Regions from separate parts of the Arabidopsis thaliana genome. Here region 1 is linked to region 2. Evidence: chromatin contacts called from public targeted proximity ligation data. All regions are on one chromosome and are shown on one strand. The core of a region is the stretch at or near the end of the contact, and the rest is flanking DNA. Distances in the headings are between cores, read along the strand shown. Region 1 holds the start of AT1G35780 (N-lysine methyltransferase). Region 2 holds the start of ANNAT1 (annexin 1).

Evidence for each region.
Region 1: a targeted proximity ligation map of seedling shows a contact between it and region 2, with 2.8 times the contacts expected there. A contact is called at or near these places in 5 of 26 Hi-C or Micro-C datasets (leaf, root, seedling and 1 more) and 1 of 2 datasets of targeted methods (seedling).

What each region holds. Positions count from the first base shown.
Region 1 is chr1:13,278,007-13,283,035 of TAIR10.1, reverse strand. AT1G35780 (N-lysine methyltransferase) reads left to right here and starts at 2,649. Exons shown (of 5, transcript NM_103280.5): 1 at 2,649-3,048; 2 at 3,470-3,543; 3 at 4,440-4,569; 4 at 4,653-4,937; 5 at 5,013-5,029. The coding sequence starts at 2,923. It also overlaps AT1G09235.
Region 2 is chr1:13,222,112-13,226,970 of TAIR10.1, reverse strand. It overlaps ANNAT1 (annexin 1), which reads right to left and starts at 1,803. Exons shown (of 3, transcript NM_103274.4): 1 at 1,592-1,803; 2 at 850-995; 3 at 1-763. The coding sequence starts at 1,667. The coding sequence ends at 32. It overlaps AT1G35710 (kinase family with leucine-rich repeat domain-containing protein), which reads right to left. Exons shown (of 2, transcript NM_103273.2): 1 at 2,956-4,859; 2 at 2,290-2,871. The coding sequence ends at 2,585.

The sequences.
Region 1 (5,029 bases), core at 1,400-3,899, 55 kb before region 2:
TTGTTTCTTCTTCGCCTGAGTCCTCCATGGCCTTTACCGCGATGGCTCTAAGCCACTCATTATTGGTGTAGTGATGATTCAGTTTGGGCGACCTAAATTATAGGTTTCCTCACACAGGTTCAACAAACGGATCTAGGGCGAGATCCGCCTAGATTTGGGTCCTTTTACCATTTCACGTCCATTAGTTGATTTTTCCGGTCCGACGATTCCGACGGTCTTTACAAGTTTTTTCCAAGATTCCACTGTCCCGTCATCCAAGGTATCCCAAGTTTTTTCTTCTGAGTACTCTTAATTATCAAGTTAGGCTTGTAGATTGGAACTTTTATGGTTTGGTTGTCAGCTCCTTCGAAGACTTCCAGCTTGTTTTGCGATCTCGGTTGGCTCGGGTAGTAAGAAATTTGGTTCTCTGCCTCAAATCCTTTCAATCAAGTTTAGATCGTTTTAGTTTTATGTCTTTTGCTTATCTCCCTATGTTGAGATTTAGTTTCTGGGGATTAGAATCCCGCCAACTTAGTTTTTGGGGGTTAAATTTTCGCTGGCATTTATATTCCATCATGTTTTCCTCATCCCTGTTGAAAGGTGACACTAGAAGCTCGATGTGGAAACCAATGAGTTTTCCTCATAGCTAAAAGTGTCACAATTGCGGACCGATCGCAATTTTATGTTGCACAAATTTAATTTTTTGGCTAGAGTATGTGTTTGAAATTGATAAATACAATACATTATTGTAATGATTTTATGTAGATTGATTGCCCTTATTTCCTATTTGTAAGTGCAAATACATTGTTGTAATGATTTTCGCAATTTTATGTAGCACAAATTTAATTTTTTGGCTAGAGTATGTGTTTGAAATTGATAAATGCAATACGTTGTTGTAATGATTTTCTGTAGATTGATTGCCCTCGTTTCCTATTTGTAATAACATGTTATTGTTAATATATGAATCATTTTGACGGAAAAAGGGTTGTAATATTTGAAAACACAACGTAAGCTAAAACATTATGCAACAAAAAACAGAATTGACTTCTCTCTCTAAAAAAAATCCTCTTCCTTCTCTCTTGAAAACAAAAGCACCGCTTCAATTCCACGTTGTGAGCCATGACGGTCATGACGTCGGTTTGGCTTTTTGGTTTATGTTTAGTTATGTCTCTTTAAGTTGTGGTTAAGGAGATTTCTGGGTTGATTTCGATTTCGTTTCCTCCTCGATTTCTCTTGTTAGATCTATAGTTTCGACTGGTGATTTTGCAATATGGCGTGGTTTTCTTCTCTGACTAAATACTCCTTGGCCTAATCACGATCGCTCTATGCCATTCACTGTCGGTGTTGTGGTGATTCGGGTTGGGTGACCTAATTTGGGGTTTCCTCACACAACTTCAACAATACGGATCTAGGGCGAGATCCGCCCAGTTTTTTTTTTTTTTTTTGCCGGTTCAAGTCGCATAGTCGATATCTCCGGCCACAGCGTTCTCGACGGTTTCTAAATGTTTAGCTGAGTTTCCACCATCTGCCATCCAAAGTATCCCAAGGTTTTTCTTCTGAAGACTTTTAATTACCAAGTGAGGCAAGAGGATCAAATTTTCTTAAAGTGGGTTTCTCAATCTTCGACGAAATCTCTGACGCCTGTTAATTTTACGATCTTGGTTTATTTGGTTAAAGAGAGAACTATGTTTATGTGTAAAATCATCACTCATGTTTTATTTTCTCTTTTTCCGTCGTTTCCCCATGTAGGGGCTTAGTGTTTGGGGGTTTCATTCCTCGCCAGCTTGTGTTCCGGAAGATTATATCTTGCCGGCTTTGTCGTCCCGTAATTCACTCGGACTTATGTATCTGATCATGGTTTGTGATAATAATAAAACTAGCTTTGTGAAGAAAAAGAAAAGCCAAAACATTATGTTGCTAAGTTAGTCAAAGCTACTCATAAACCCACCTGTCTAGCTAAACATCACAAACTAAAATGAAAAGAATTTAAATAAATTAAAAAAAGTACATAACTTAAGCAATCTTTTACTTCCAAACAAGGCATGCCAATCATTATCTGCGTTAAATATCTAGTATGCTGCCTATTCTTAACATATTTATCATGCAAAGTTATATTATTGAGCGAAATATGCGTTTTTGTTGTACTCAATAATAAATATAATTTACATTTATATATCTATTCCCATTAATAACATCTTATCATATACTACAAGATGATTTATCTATAACGAACTTTCGAGAAAAGAAAAAAACGTAATATTTTAAATTTTGCGCTAAAAATTAAATTTTAAAAACATTTTTTAATTTTCATCTAAAAAGTTCCTATGAACATTACAAGATAATTTACACATAACAAGCCCCACAAAATTGAAACTATAATTATCTACATTTTTAGAAATTCTTTACGCGTAGTATTGAGGTTTGTTACACAATCCAAGTAATTAATAAAAGAAACAAAAAACGTCAACGTATCTTTATCTTTAAGGGTAATTTGTTAAAGAATATCCCATGTGTACAAAACAACCAAATATTTCAAAATTTAACTAAAACCGGCTACAGTAAGTAATCCTCCAACTAAAACCGCCACCTGTCCAATCTAATCACATGCCAATAGAATAATATAAAGTATTCTAATTTTCAAAAAGTATCCAATAAGATCAAAGGCGGTACTTGATTCAAATATTCCACCAGTAAGAATACAGAGAGACAGAGCTATAATCCTCTGTGTCACAGTCTATTATAATAATATAATATACACACAGAGAGAATAAAAAAACCAGTATTTGAAATAGAAGAAGAGTAGCTACCACTCCACTCTTTTCGTCTCTCTCTCTTTTTCTCTCTATATACGTCGCCATTGTTGTTGCATTCGAAGCTTTTATAGAAGAAGTAATCTCTCTTTTTCTCTATTTCTCTGTATTACTTTCTCTTTTTTTTTTCGTGATGGAGAAAAACACACCGGTGAGGAAACCACACATGTCGACGGCGGATCTACTCACTTGGCCGGAGAATCAACCGTTTGAGTCTCCCGCCGCCGTATCTTCTCGCTCCGCCGCCAGATCGCACCAGGTAACTTACTAATTCCGTTAATTTCGCGATCTACGAATTCGAATTTAGGGAAACAATCTCAGCCGTTGGATAAAATGTTTATACCAACTTTGTTTTTTGTAAATTTGAAATTTAGGGGAAACAATCTGAGCCGTCAGATTGATTTCTTTAAACTAATTACTACTAGTTTCACTCAATTTGTTAATTTCGCGATCTACGAATTTGAAGGGAAACAATCTTAGCCGTCAGATAAAATATTTAAACTAATTTTTTTGTGTAATTTTATAATTTGATTCGTTGTGATTATTAATTTTTTGTAAATTTGGAATTTAGGGGAAACAATCTGAGCCGTCAGATTGATTTCTTTAAACTAATTTCACTCAATTTGTTAATTGCGAGAATTGATTCGTTTCTGATTTAAATTTGGGGGAAACAATCTCAGCCGTCGGATGGAATAAGCAAAGTCGTATTTGGAGGACAAGTTACAGATGAAGAAGTTGAGAGCTTGAACAAGAGGTGAGTGATAGAGATCTCACGATTTTTTTTTTGTATTCGAAATTTAGAAAATAGTAGTATTAATCAGGAAGAAAACAAAACGGTACGATAATTTAATAAATGCGAAACAACAGTAAGTACGAAGAATCTGTCAATTTGTTAACAGATGATGATGATCCTGTCGTTATTTGGACTGACCCTATAGAATGTTTTTTTTTTAGGTAGGAAAGTGTTTGATTGCCATAATTAGTGTCCTTAATTATGAAGCATTTTTGGTATATCTTCAATTTAATTTCCGTTTTTGATCTTCTTTGTATCGTTCACGCTTCTCTAATTTTGTTTTTTTTTCCTCCTAATTTATTCTTTTTTTGGTAACCAATGATCCGGTCTAATTCTGATTCAAAAACCCAAAATTTTAGTATTTTTACCATTTTTAATAATTGTTGCTTGATTGGTTAGGAAAGTTATATAAATATTTTGGAACCATGGGTTAAGTTTTAACCGCAGTTAGTGCTTTCGTTAGTAAAGTTAACAGACGTTAACTTGAATGTATGATTTTACCAATTTTCTTAAAACGAAGGTTTTAAAAAACACCAAAATTAAATGAGGTATTTTAGTTACAAATTTAATATTACGCTTATTAAACGGCCAAAAATAAATTAGATGGCGGTTTTTTCCCCAATTTTTTGTTGTTAGTGTTTTTGGCAATGAATTTGATCGTAGGAAGCCTTGGTTAATTGATTCAATCTCCAATAAATCTTTGGTTATTTCTGGTTTAGATTGGTTATTGTACTTGGTTTAATATGGGTGTATTTAAGCTCATCTTTGTACACATGTTACATTCAATGAAAACGTTACTATGACATGTTATAGATAGATTCATTGTTAATTTTTTTGGTTGAGTACACAATTTGTAGGAAGCCTTGTTCAAATTACAAGATGAAAGAGATCACAGGGAGTGGAATATTCTCTGTGTATGAAGAAAATGATGATTCTGAGTTAGCAAGTGCTAATTCCGCCACAAACGGCAAATCAAGAACTTTCCAGGTTTGTGTCTGTCTCTTTCTTGAGAGAATTGGATACATTTTGTAGTTTGTTTTGATCACTTTTATGTGTTTGGATTGTTTCAGCAACCACCAGCAGCAATTATGAGTCACATTTCATTTGGAGAAGAAGAGATTGTTACACCGAAAAAGCCAGCGACGGTGCCAGAAGTTGCAAAGCAACGTGAGCTTAGTGGTACATTGGAGTATCAATCTGATGCTAAGCTTAACAAGCAATTCTCAGATGCGAAGTGTAAGGAACTAAGTGGTCATAACATCTTTGCTCCACCACCTGAGATCAAACTTCGTCCTACTGTTCGTGCTTTGGCTTATAAAGACAACTTCGACTTGGGAGAATCCGATACCAAACCCGTAAAAACGCCTCTCTAAACTTCTACTTACTCATATTAGTATGTCTCAGTCACACCAATGCACTAATTCTTGCAGGATGGGGAACTAAAGAC
Region 2 (4,859 bases), core at 554-3,053:
AGCTTATGTTTCTCTGTGGAGGATTGATTGATTAAGCATCATCTTCACCGAGAAGTGCGACGAGCATCTTCTCGTAATCTCCACGAGTGTCTTTGGTAATAGCTTTCTCCAAAGGAATGCTGTTCCTGCGCTGGTACTCCTCTCCAATGACCTTCAAGTCAATCTCAGCTCTTGTGGTCACAATTCTAGTGAGTGCTCCTTCATCAGTTCCAGTTTTGTTGATTGCTGAACGAAGAACATCGACAAAGTAAAGCTCTGGTCTTGTCAAGCACTGAATGGTTGACCTCAAAAGTGCAAGGAACTTGTCATCATCATCTCCTTCCTCAAGACTCTTGAGAATTTCCTCGCCATGATCATCTTGGTAACGGTTAAAAGTAGCATTGATCTGAGCTTTGCTTCTTGTGGACAAGATTCTAATAACATCCTCATCATTGTAGTGCTTGTCCTTGATTTTCTCATGGACCAGCTTAGCTTCTTGCTTAGCCAATGTCATGTTCACTTCATCTCCTTCGTACCTGTATGAGGTAACAAGAGAAACCAAAAGCTTTCTGAAGTCACCGGTAGTGTGGTGAGCAACGTCCTCTTCAAGAGACTTCTTGTAGCGAGCATGGTAAGCTTGCCTAGCGTGAAGCAGCTGCGTTGATGTCCTTGTGCAAGCAACTTCCATAAGAACTTGGTTGCTTGAAGTCCATCTTTTTGTAGCTTCATTAGCCAATAAAGCATCACGCTCACCGGGTTCAAGAGTCCACAACAAGATAGCTCTCTGTCCATGACCAAAAAACCAATTAGAATACAATGACTTCACACAAGATGTTTAAAAGTCGATACTTAAAAGTCCGAAAACCGAACCTCGAAATCGTTAGAGAGCTCCTTGTCAAGAGTCTTGAGAAGGTCTTCGCCGTAGGTTTCGTGGTATGCTTGCCTGATGACTTTCCTCTGTTCAGCACTTCTGTGAGCCAAGATTGATATGATCAAGTCCTCGTTCGTACCCCATCCTGCGAAAAACACGAATCAGATTCACTTTACATAACCATCAAAGTCACATACTTCAGATCCAAGTCACACACACTTCAGATCCATAATAACAGAACCGGTCAAACAGATTCACAAAATATAAATCTTAAGATCTTAGTGTTGTATTACACGTAACTACATTATAGATCTAGACTAAGAAGACAGATCTGTGACAGTGAGAATCAAAACACAACTCAATCAAGATCTCGTGTGAATGTAATCATTGTCATTATCAACATGATCAGACAATCAAAACTTCATCACTAACACAAAAGATTGTTATAGATCACACAAAGAAAGGAGATCATTGTCACTGATCCGATCCATGAAGGAACAATCTCGATCTACATCATCGTACAAATGATCATAAAACGCTACCGACACAACATTCATATCATCGGACCAAAACAAAGATCGATCCACATGAAAAACAATCAAAACAAATGATCATACAATAACCCACCAAACGAAAACCAACAGATTCACATCACTTTTACAAAAAGTGGATACTGATCATGTAAACAAGAAGGTAACAAAAACAGAGAACGTAACAAGAAGAATCATGAAACTATTATACCTTCAAAAGCGGTTCTCAATTGCTCAGCATCATCAGAAGGAGCAGGAACAGAATCAGAAACCTTAAGAGTCGCCATTTTTCTTCTACTTTTAGTGTTTTGTGTATGTTGGGAGTCGAAGCCGACACAAGATTGACTTATAAAGGGAAAGGCTAAGAGGTTTAGGACACGACGTGGCCTGTCCGTATATACCAAAAATATCCCAAACGAATTATTAATTCTTCTGCCACGTGTTTCTTACACTTTATGAATTATTTAGCATTTGCTTAACTTTATGCACAAATCATGATTTCATAAAAAACTATCGTAATCTCGCATTAACGGTTTCATTGGTTGTCACAAAATCATCCGCAAGATTATAAGTGTTTAGATTTCGTTATTATAATCCATTTTGTATTATTTTAACACGTTACAGAGTACAAGAGTGTAAGATTTTTTTATTATCACTTGCAAACGTGATGTCCATTAGAACTCATTATACAAAAAAAAACTTATTTCTTTCTTTACAAATCTCCTACTATGCATTTTTTTTTTTAATCTCCTACTATGCATAAGAAATCTCTTACTAATTCTGGCGATATACAGATAGACAGTATCCAAAACTTTATTTGAATGTTCATATGTGAGGAGTAACACAATGACCATTATCTAAAAATGCTTTTAACAGTTTTTTTTTTTTTTTTTTTTTTTTCATTTTTTTAACTTCATAGATTTCCATTAACCAAACACATTACAAGACCAAAAGGCCTAACATGGCACGCAAGCCGCAAAGATAAAAACAAACAAGGCCCAAAGACCAACAAGGGCGCAGCCCAATACATACAAAAGCTGAAGCAGGCCGAGAAGCCCAAACAACAACAACAAAAGCTGAAACGAGAGTCGACACCCCTTCCTGCAAACACAAGCAAGAACAGAGAACAAAAGCCAACAGAGATTACTGTTGCTGTATAGATAAACACAATGATAACATAGAAATTGATGGAGAAGTTCAGTTTCTAAGAAAATGTAGTGGAGATTGACAACATCGTTGGCCGAGATTCTGGATTTGCTTGTAAACACAATAAAGCCATTTCCACCATCTTCAAGAGCTTCTCTCTATTTTGTCCCCGTGGTTCTAATACACGTTCATCGGAAATGCTTCTTAGCGACAGAGCTTCTCCTGGAGACGAAGACAAACTCGATACCAAATCTCCCGGATGTTTCCCAATTATCAATTCGAGTATCAAAACCCCGAAGCTATACACATCGCATTTCTCCGTCACCTTCATCGTGTAAGCAAACTCTGTTGCGAAAAATCAAGTTCAATTTCGAATTTAGTGATTTAAATTTCATAAGCTCAAAATCAGATTTAGGGATTTAGATTTACCTGGTGCAACGTAGCCGTAGGTTCCAGCAACGGCGGACCAGTTTGATGAATCCGTCTTTAGAAGTTTTGCTGTACCAAAATCGGAGATCTTAGCTGTGTAATCGTTATCGAGAAGGATGTTTCCGCTGCTAATATCACGGTGAACGATCGGTGTTATTCGGTCATGGTGCATATACGATAAAGCGTGAGCCACACCTTTCACGACGTTGATCCTTTTGGTCCAAGTGAGTCGCTTAGCTTCTTCGTCGTTGGCTAAGAGTTTGTTTAAACTTCCTTTTTCCATGTACTCGTAGATCAGAAATGTGTGGCGGCGGTGGGAGCAGAAGCCGAAGAGCTTCACAACGTTGCGGTGACGGATCTCTGTTAATGCTTTTACCTCGTTTAGGAACTCTTGCTTCACAACTGGCTTTGATATCTCTTCGTCTATTGTGTCATGTAGTCGTTTAACGGCTATGATTGTATCTTGGAGGTTTGCTCTGTAGACTTTGCTGTATCCTCCGGTTCCGATGAGGTGTGTTGGATCGAATTCGTTTGTTGATTCGATGATATCTTGGTATTTGAATTTGCCATCAACGCTGAATATGGACATATTCTCTCCTGTTTCAGGATCTGTGTTTCTTCCATTTTGTAGTTTTCGTTTCCGAATGCAGTAGGTGAATGTGTTTGCACATATAGAGAGAATGACGAGTACTCCTAGGATTGGCACTAATATCCACACAACAAGGTTGCCATTTTTCTTCGGTTTCTTCAACTCACGGCATGGTTTCAATCTTTGTTTAGGAATATTACTGCATAAGCCTATGTTTTCCTCCAATGCATCTGCTGTTGCTTTTCGAAACGTTGGAGTATCTGGAAGCGGACCTTCGAGTTTATTGTTTGATATATCGACGTTCGTCAGCGCTATCATGCCCTCGAAAGTTGTTGGAATGAGACCTGAGAGATTGTTGTGTGAGAGGTCGAGCTTGTCGAGGCTTTGCAGGGAGCTTAGTTGTGATGGGATTTCTCCGTCGAGCTGGTTGTGGCTGAGATCAAGTTGCGTTAACTGAGTCAGCTTTGATAGTCGGGGAATGCTTCCGTCGAATTTGTTTCTGCTCAGGTTCATGTCATGAAGCTTTAAAAAGGAGTCAAAGGTTTGTGGGATCTCTGAGCTGAAATTGTTTGAGGATAAGTCAAGAGACTCAAGATTGGTTAAGAAACTTAAACCTGCAGGAACTCTTCCAGATAACTGATTCCCATTAAGTCGTAGCCTCGACAAATTCGTGAGATTTCCAATTGCTTCTGGAAGTTCACCAAAGAGGTTGTTGGTAGATAGATCCAGCTCAACTAGTTGTGTCATGTTCCAAATCTCTGTTGGGATAGCACCCGTGATGTTGTTGTTTGACATGATCAAGGCACCTAGCTTTGGACTCTTCTCCCAGTTGCTAGAAATCTCACCGTGGAATTTGTTGTGGCTGAAATCAATGAAGTTAAGGTCTGGGTAAATCCCAAAAGCTTCAAAAATATCGCCAGTGAATTTGTTTCCTAGAAATCTTGCTCTGATCAGGCTCTTGCAATCTCTCAAGCTTTTCGGGATAGGACCTTCGAGGTGATTGTAATCCAATGAGATATTTTGAAGCTTCCTACCTTTGCAAACAGTTTCAGGAAAGAAACCAGTGAAGTTGTTGGTGTCAAGTATCAAGGTAGTTAGATGTGAAGAGTTTGCTACTCCTGGCGGGATCGCACCAGAGAGGTGGTTAACACGAAGGTACAAACTTTCCAGCTTGGTAAAGTTACCAAAGGAATCAGGAACAGAACCTGTAAGTTTGTTCTGACTTAAATCTAAATTGATCATGGATTCCATGTTGCCTAGCTCCTGGGGAATGACACCAGTTAAATAATTCAGGTAAAGATAAAGATACGTCAAG